Regions from separate parts of the Triticum aestivum genome. Here region 2 is linked to region 1. Evidence: chromatin contacts called from public Hi-C data. All regions are on one chromosome and are shown on one strand. Each heading gives the region's core, a stretch centred on a gene start, on an enhancer-like site or on the middle of the called end of the contact. The rest is flanking DNA. Distances are from core to core; before and after follow the strand shown.

What was found. Hi-C and Micro-C count contacts between places; a contact is called where the count stands out from the background.
Region 2: a Hi-C map of leaf shows a contact between it and region 1, with 2.7 times the contacts expected there. The contact joins the promoter of LOC123120296 here to the promoter of LOC123120288 in region 1. A contact is called at or near these places in 3 of 5 Hi-C or Micro-C datasets (leaf and an unstated tissue).

What each region holds. Positions count from the first base shown.
Region 1 is chr5D:224,846,188-224,850,293 of IWGSC CS RefSeq v2.1, reverse strand. It overlaps LOC123120288 (stem-specific protein TSJT1), which reads right to left and starts at 1,868. Exons shown (of 4, transcript XM_044540262.1): 1 at 1,558-1,868. The coding sequence starts at 1,760.
Region 2 is chr5D:225,384,364-225,388,648 of IWGSC CS RefSeq v2.1, reverse strand. It overlaps LOC123120296 (RING finger protein 10), which reads right to left and starts at 1,273. Exons shown (of 9, transcript XM_044540265.1): 1 at 978-1,273; 2 at 157-200; 3 at 1-29. The coding sequence starts at 1,146.

The DNA of each region.
Region 1 (4,106 bases), core at 619-3,118:
GGCGAGTAGACGAAAGAGACCGCCGTATGGGCCACAGGGTCTTGCTTCCCTTTGTTTCTTCTGCTCTCTGTGGGAATCTAAACCGGGTGGAAATTTTCCTTCTTTTTTTTGGAAATTTTCCTAGTAATAGCAACTGACTGCCAAAAGCACTACTGCTCCCTCAACGGTTCAACCAATAACCAAAACAAATACTCTACTAACTAGCATAACATAACCACAAGGATCTTTGCTCTAGTAGCACCCGTTAAATTCAAGTTTTGCTCAAATGTTGTCACTGTCACTGCTTGATGGTTTATTCATCCATAAGCTCGTCACGTCAACAGCAAAATAGTATTACCAATAGTAGATCACGGGCTTGTGCCTTTTTTTTCTCTTAAATTAAACGATAATTACTATCCTGCTGAACCTTTGTTCGCCGCCTAACGAAGAATACGAGGCCCGTTTGTTGTCAAGTCAAATTAATGGACACCACGCCTTTGTAAGGTGGCACGACGTTGACCTGCAAGTTGCCAAAGATGTGGTGGCGTTTTTTCGTCTGCATACGTGACAGTTTCTATGCCAACATAGCAATCGACGTCTTCCTGTTTTTGATTGATTTTTTCTTTACACTGCCACCTACCATTACACGTAGGGTAGATGAACAAAATTGAAAAATATCCCAAGGCCCCAACTGGGAGGCAGGAATTTCATGTTGAAAAAAGGGTCCATTGCCCCAAGATCCGTGATATCCGAGTAAAAAGAAACTGTGTATTCCAAATGCGGCGAGAAACTACTCCCTTCATCCTATAATATAAGAGTATAGTGTAAAAAATGCTCTTATATTACGGGACGGAGGGAATAATTTTTTGTGGCGAGCAATATGTTCATCAACGGATAAATCTCTGTCGCGATCACGAGCCGCGGAACTAGGCCAGTGAGATATACTACAAGCGATAAACTGGGAAACTAGGTTGGTGGCTAGGTCCATCACCTAATGGAATGGACTGCGAAGGTTGCATTATTGCTTGCTTTAGTCTTCGGAAAGCAACACCGCCCTTCTAATAAGGACAGAAAATTGTGCGATTATTGATATCACAGCAAGACGCGTCCCATATGGAAATTATCGGAAACCACGGTGCTTATTAGCTACTCCCTCTGTTACAACCAATATATACTGCCGTGTGAGGTGGTGTGATATGATTGTGACTAGTAGAGCCCACCTTATCATCTAGGCGGGCGCTAAAGGTCATCCGCAGCATGCGAGAGACATGGCAGGTGTATGTGGCGGTAACGTTTTGGACACTGTACCGTAGCACCTGGACCATGGCTACCAGCTAACCTCACCATCAGGAAGCTTCATCACTAACTAGAGAACAAAAGCAGAGCAAGTGGCTCTTTTTCTAAGGAAGAGCGGAACAAACGATCCATCCAATCAACTGTCCGTTTCGCTCAATAAAAGATCTATATGCATGCAGAGAGATCAATCGATCCCGAATCCATGGATCCTGCGAGTATTAAGGAAGAGAAGCTTGCTCTCTCCGAGTCGGTTAAGCCGCAAAGACGGTGTGTTGTTATTACCTTGGCAGGAGGAGGGACTGGTTGGCGTGGGAGTAGGCGAGGTTGCCCAGCGATCCCAGCTCCACGGACACGGCCGGCTCGGCGCCGGCGAGGAAGCGCTTCACCAGCTCCGACGCCCGCGTCTTGGGCGACGGCGTCCGGCTCCCGGCCGCCACCAGCTCCGCCGGCACCTCCACCACCTCGCCGCTGAACACCGCCAACATCCTGGCTCAAACAAACAAACCACACCTAGCTAGGTAAGGTATTACAGGGTCAGTTGCTGATTGTGGCCTTCCTCACTCCTTGGATAGTTGGACGGGTGAAAGGGAGAAGGGGGGAGGCGCTGGTTATATAGGCCCGGGAGAGTGGCAGAACCCAGGCGCAGGGCCCCTGGTTTGCTTAACCACCTGGGGCCCACACATCGTACGTATCTTTCCTTGTGTTTAATTTAATTTTACGGTAAACTGTGGCCGGACTTCCTTTTGGTTAAGCTTAATGCGGACGCATCTCGTGCACATGGAGGTGTCATGCGTCGACGCCCTCTTTCTGCCGGCACGTACTGCTGTACTAATCGTGTCTTACCGTCTAACCCCGCACGAGTTCGCGTATGAGAGTGCACATATTGGACACGAAGGCAGATTTTCCTGAAGCAAAGTTGAAACTTCGGTGCTGCCGTGGGGAATATAGAAACGATGGGCTGCAAGTTTATATCATTTTTTCTGCATGCCGGTGCGCTCTCGTGTGGACAACCCCGGGCCAGCCCGCATCGAGGAGAAGAAACGGACGCGAGGGACCTCGCCCTGGCGAGCATTATCTGCGGGCTCGGCCAAAATCCGGAGTGTCAGCGTGTGCCGCGCGGTGCGGTGCGGGTGAGGAGGGCCGAGGGGGGTGACGGATGAAGCCGTGCGCGGGTGGATGGATGGCGACGGGCGATGGGGTGCCTCCCTTTGCTTCCGTCGCGTTGCGTGGCCGTGAGGTATCGTGTGGGTGACGCGCGTGGTTTTCGTTGCCATGCGGAAACGCACCTCGAACACCGACCCTCAAATCGAGAGTGAAGTCTATTTTGAACCTTAAGATTGTAGAGGGCGACGCAAATGAACCCCGACCTTCAAATCCCTGAAGTCCATACCCTGTACTCATCGATCCCGATCAATTTACATCCTGGATCCGTTTGGTGGACTGGGAAAAGATGATCCTACCCGGGATAAATCGCGACTCTTACTGACTAAGTTGGCCCACCTGTCATTTTCATCATGTGTCCCAACCCTCCCCCTCTCCTACGTTGGCACACACGGAAAGGAGGCCACGATGGCTGGGGATGATGTTTCGATGTGGTGGAATAAAAAGTGGAGAGGCCGAGCGGGCGCGCAGCAACAGAGAGGCTTCGGGGCCTGTGACGCTGCTCCCTCGACGGACCCTTCTTTTCCTCCCTCGGCGGACGTCCTGAAGTTGTGAGGAAGCTGTCGATGCCGGCACTCGTCTATGTGTGTTTTGTACCAGATCGATTGGCTAGTCGGCTTTCGTTTGCACATCGACCACAAAAATTCAATCAGCCGAAGCCACTGAGCTAGCTAGCTTTGCACATGGAAAGAAATCATGGGCTTGGTGAGTGGTGAGACTGGTGACACCGCACGCATCGGCGCGGCGGCGTCCAGGTTAGTAATGTGACCTATGGCAGCGGCGGAGCTCCTCCGAGTGTGACGCCCTGGAGACAGACCCGGCGGTTACATATATACATATTCACATTCACATGAAGGCTAGCTAGCTATGCACTAGCGGATGGATTTTCGCCCGATTAGAAAACATACACAAGCAACACAGCCGAGCGACACGCGGTGGTGCTGCAGTGCGGCGACGGGCGGTGCGTGGCGGTGGGGAATTAGGGGGCGCGAGTGGACCCGGGAAGTGGGGCATGCAGAAGAGGACCTCACCGGGGTCAAGAAGATGCGGTTGGGCGAGGCAGGGTAGCGAGGGAGCGAGGGCACGAAACTCGACAGCGGCGACCGGAGCAAAGTCATGCGGGGACGAGCGCTCACGGACGGGGGGCTTCACGGGAGGATGCTAAGAGTCTTCGGGAGAATCGCAGAGATCTGAGGTAGCTGCGGAGGAGGTGCGACCGTCTCCAGAGGTGGAGATCGAGGCTGCAGCCGGAGGCGGAGAAGATGACCACAGCGACAACGATTAGAGGGGTTTTTCTTCGATTAATTTTGGTGGTTTGAGCGAACCAGCGAGGCGGAGCTAATGAAGAAGTTAGTGGGGGCGTGTGGTGTCCATTGGGTGCCCTGGCGATGAAAGTTGCCGTCGCGTACGAGATGGATGCCAGGAGAGAAAAGAAAGAGATTATTCTTAAAAAAAGGAAAGAGATTGACGAAGAAGAAGGGTATGACATGTAGGTCCATGCGGTCAGTGAGAGAAACAAGTGACCCGGTCGGGATTGTCCTTCTAAACAGGTCGTGGTTAGGTTTAGGGTTACAATTGACCGGGATCGTTGAGTACAGGGTATGAACTTCAGGGATTTGTAGGTCAGGGTTCATTTGTGTTGCCCTCTACAACCTTAGGGTTTAAAACAG
Region 2 (4,285 bases), core at 24-2,523, 540 kb before region 1:
TCTTCACCAGATATTCTAAATCCGACTACCTGGGATTGAATTCATTCGCATGGATAAGCCAAGAGCAGAAAACAAAGTTGTTTGTACATAAGCTGAAAACAGTTAACTTCAGTTAAATTAAACTAAAATTATTCAGATGTTCTTAAATAACTTTACCGCTTGGGGTGTATCAACAGATTGCCCGATAAAACCCACTGAATCTGCAAAATATATCCCATTGTTAGCATTAAACTGGAAATGGAAGGTTTTGAGATAGCGAGGGCGGGGCTAATACCATGAAAGAAAGACAACTGTGGGGCATATGCCATGTAGACAACTTTTGAGACTGAAGCAGATACTTATCAATCAGCATGCTGGTACGAGACATTATCAAGAGTTGATGTGATCGAATGTAAGACAATCAAGAACACAACATCACTGCACAAGGAGCAAACCAGCTAACATACTTTTGACTGAAAGTATGAACTATTAATTTACACCGTTTCCATATGAAACTATTTTTCGGTATTATAGTAATTAAGGTTTCCAAACGGCAGTCTTATGCTCGTGGAGAAGCATTTGGTGTGTGTATATTGGAGTACGTGTGAAGCAGATGGACATGCTAATAGCCTTAGATAACAGAGACTCATAGCCTACAGCTAGTCGTATAAACAGAGTACCTATGCTTCACAGAAAATAGCATCATCCAGAGCAATAATATGTACCTGAATTCCTTAGAGGCTACCGTCGAGCTAAATGGAGAGTCAAAAGCTCTAACCCTAGAGCTAGAGACTTAACTCTTAATCTATTAAATAATACTACCAAAGCTTTCACCCGAAGCACGGAGCCAGTCCTGCGGAAGTAGTAATACCTAACCGCAGCCTGGTAGCATCTAATCGACCAGTTAACCAATCCAATACAGATCTACCCACAACACCCGCCAATCGATGTACGCATGGAAAGGAAGGAGAGTGCGAAAAGACCGAGAGAAACTTCACCGGGGCTTGCGCCGTCCCTGCCGACGCCAGGCGCGGCGGCAGAGGCCCGAGGGGAAGAGCGACTGCCGCGGCGAGAGGCGGTGCCATGGCGAGGGCTGGGGCTAGGGTTCGAGGCGCGCGGAGCGGGCGGGTGGAATCCTCTGGTGGATTCTGTAGGGGAGATGGACATGAACCCGCGCGGGAGCTCGTGGGTGAGTTTGGTCGGCGGCGAGGGGGGGACACCGGTAACTCCGGCACGGGGAAGGAGGTGCGAGCCTTTATACGCTTTTTTTCCTTCAAAGCCATTGTGGCGACTTTATTCCATTGGCATATACCGTTTGCTTTGCGTCAATATTACATGTACTTTGTACGTAATGGACATATTGTCGATCAATGTTGCACCAAGATGTATATTCCGAATTCCTCAAAAAAAAGATGTATATTCCGAAAATCCTAGAATATTAAGATTAAGCGAGTTTCAAGGTAAAACAAAAAGCAACTCTGAATTAGAATTTGTAATGGACGGCCCACAGAAGCAGTTGACCAGCCTTGCTAGGGCATCTAGGGCTGCCGGCGCAGTGGGCCTACAGGAGCAGCGGCAGGCCTTGTCGTTGTGTGGATCTCCAAGCAGGGTGGAGCCGTTGGACCGGGCGGATGGTGCGGCGAACATCCCGTCGACCCCACCGTCAGTCACTCTAGCCCGGTGGAGGAATCATGTGCCCGTCCGTGAGGCACAAGTGGAGCCGGTCAGCCCGCCGACACCTTTGCAGCACTCTGGCGGTGAGGCCCAGGACAAGCAAGATGTGGCCAAGGATGTACAGGAGTAGCTGGTGGCCAATGAGGTGCAAGCGCAGACTCTTCTGGTCGGGTCTCTGCCGCTGCGCTTGGGCGGCTCGCCTCGGCTGTGTCAAGAGGGCAGCGAGATTCGCAGTAGCCATAGGTTGTCCCCTGGACAAGACCTACTGCCTTTTTGCCGCTCGCAGGGCGCTGACTCCCTGGGCTCGGTGCCTGCCATGGAGACCAGTTGCCTACGCAACTCTGAAGTAGGGCCCGCACACCTAGCCCAGTGCATGTGGGAGAAACTTTCCCGGTGTCCCTCTCGGAGGGCGTGGAGGTGGCCACTTGTCCCAGCCCGATTGCCCCCCCCCCCATGCAGCCCATGCACGTTGGCGCAGGAAACCAGTCACGTGGATGAACTCTGTGCTGAGCTGAGGCGGGCCCTTATGCCCATACTTGCGGAGCTCCCCTCGAAGGCCGCTGCTACCACAGGACGTAGGCCACGGCAGAGGCGGGCCCCGGTATCCAATCCTCGGAGGAGTGTGCGGATTGCCAAGGGGGTAGGCCGTGGCTCTAGTGCCACAAAGCAGCAGGCGGCGTTAATACGCAAGCTATGCATTGCTAATGAAGGGGAGCGCATCTCTGATGAGACCTTGGAAGCGTATGCCAAGCTTTTCGACCAGCCGCTCTCACAGGGGACTTCAATCTGCTCGTCAACCCGGAAGATAAGAGCTACGATCTGGTTAACAGAAGAATGTTGGGGCGATTCCGCTCAAAGCTCAACCGCCTAGAGCTAAAAGAGTTGTATCTTAACGGGAGAAGGTACACTTGGTCAAACGAGAGGGAAGTTGCAACTCTCGAGAAGATAGATCATGTCTTTTGCACGAACTCTTGGGAGGATATGCACCCGGCGTGTCAACTTACTGCCATGGGCTCGTCGGTTTCGGACCACTGCCCGTTGCTACTGGACTTGAATTTCGAGATATGTATGGGCCGGAGATTTAGGTTTGAGTCCTTCTGGACTAGGCTGGAGAGCTTTACGGACACGGGGCGGGACGCCTGGGCTTCGGTCCCACGGGAAGGCAACCCCTTCTTCGTGCTGGATCTAAAGTTGCGAGCCACAAGGAAATGCTTGAAGAGATGGAGTGACCAGCGTATTGGTAATGTGAAGCTTCAGATTGGGGTAGCGATGGAAGTCATCTACCTCCTAGATAAAGCCATGGACTCCAGATCTCTCTCTGTTGGGGAGGCTGCGATGCGGAAGCTTCTCAAGGGGAAGCTGCTGGGGCTATGCTCTCTGGAGCGGACGATCGCGCGCCAAAGGTCGCGCATTCTGTTCCTTCACGAGGGTGATGCCAGCACATGCTTCTTCCACCAGCATGCGCAGCACAGGCAGCGGCGGAATGTGATCACCACTATGCGGAACGGGGATGCCCTATTCACAAACCACGAAGAGATAGCCGATGAGGTGGACTCTTACTACTCCGGCACATTTGGGAGCGCGCCATGCAGGGGCCATGCCATAGATCTTGACCGGCTGCAACTCCCATCTGTGCAGCTCTCACACCTTGAGGAGGCCTTTACCGAGGAGGAAGTAGAGAAGGTGGTCAAGGCCATGCTGCTAGATAAGGCGCCGGGGCCGGACGGATTCACAGGCCGGTTCTACGCCACATGTTGGCACATTATCAAGGAGGATATCATGCGTGCTATGGAGGCATTTGGTCGTGGAGACATGCGAGGCCTCCCGGCTATCAACAAGGCAATTGTGGCCTTGCTCCCCAAGTTTGAGGGAGCAGTGGATATTAAGGACTTCCGTCTGGTGAGCCTCGTGCATGGAGTGATCAAAATCATGGACAAAGTGCTTGCGAACCGCTTAGCTCCGGAGCTCCCTAGGCTGGTTGGCTTGCACCAAAGCGCTTTTGTCAAAGGGAGATCCATTCATGATAATTTCATGCTGGTATAGTGCACCGCTAGGAGGCTCCACGCGCTCAAGGAATCAGCAATTATGCTCAAACTCGACATCTCCAAAGCCTTCGATTCGGTTCACTGGCCTTTCCTCCTTGAAGTCATGGCTGCCATGGGTTTCGGCCCTACGTGGACTGGATGGATCTACGGACTGTTAGCTAACTCCTCCACACGGATCATGGTGAACGGGAAGGCCGGGAAACCTATATACAGTTGCAAGGGTTTCAGGCAAGGGGATCCCCTCTCCCGGATGCTATTCATACTGACCATGGAACCGCTACAAAAGATGTTTGAGCTGGCCATCGCTCGTGGAGTTATGGCCCCGCTAGCCAAGCGTGGGATGCGTCACCGGCTATCCATGTTTGCTGACGATGTCATGATTTTCATCAAACCTAATGCTGAGGACATACATGCTTGCGCCTCACTATTGCACCTGTTCGGTGAGGCAAGCGGCCTTCGCGTGAACCTGGCAATGAGCGCAGCATACCCGATCCACTGCCCTGAGGATACAATGGCGAGAGTGGTGGAATCTCTTGGATGTCCGGCTGGTTCCTTTCCCTGCAAGTACCTCGGCTTGCCGCTCACCT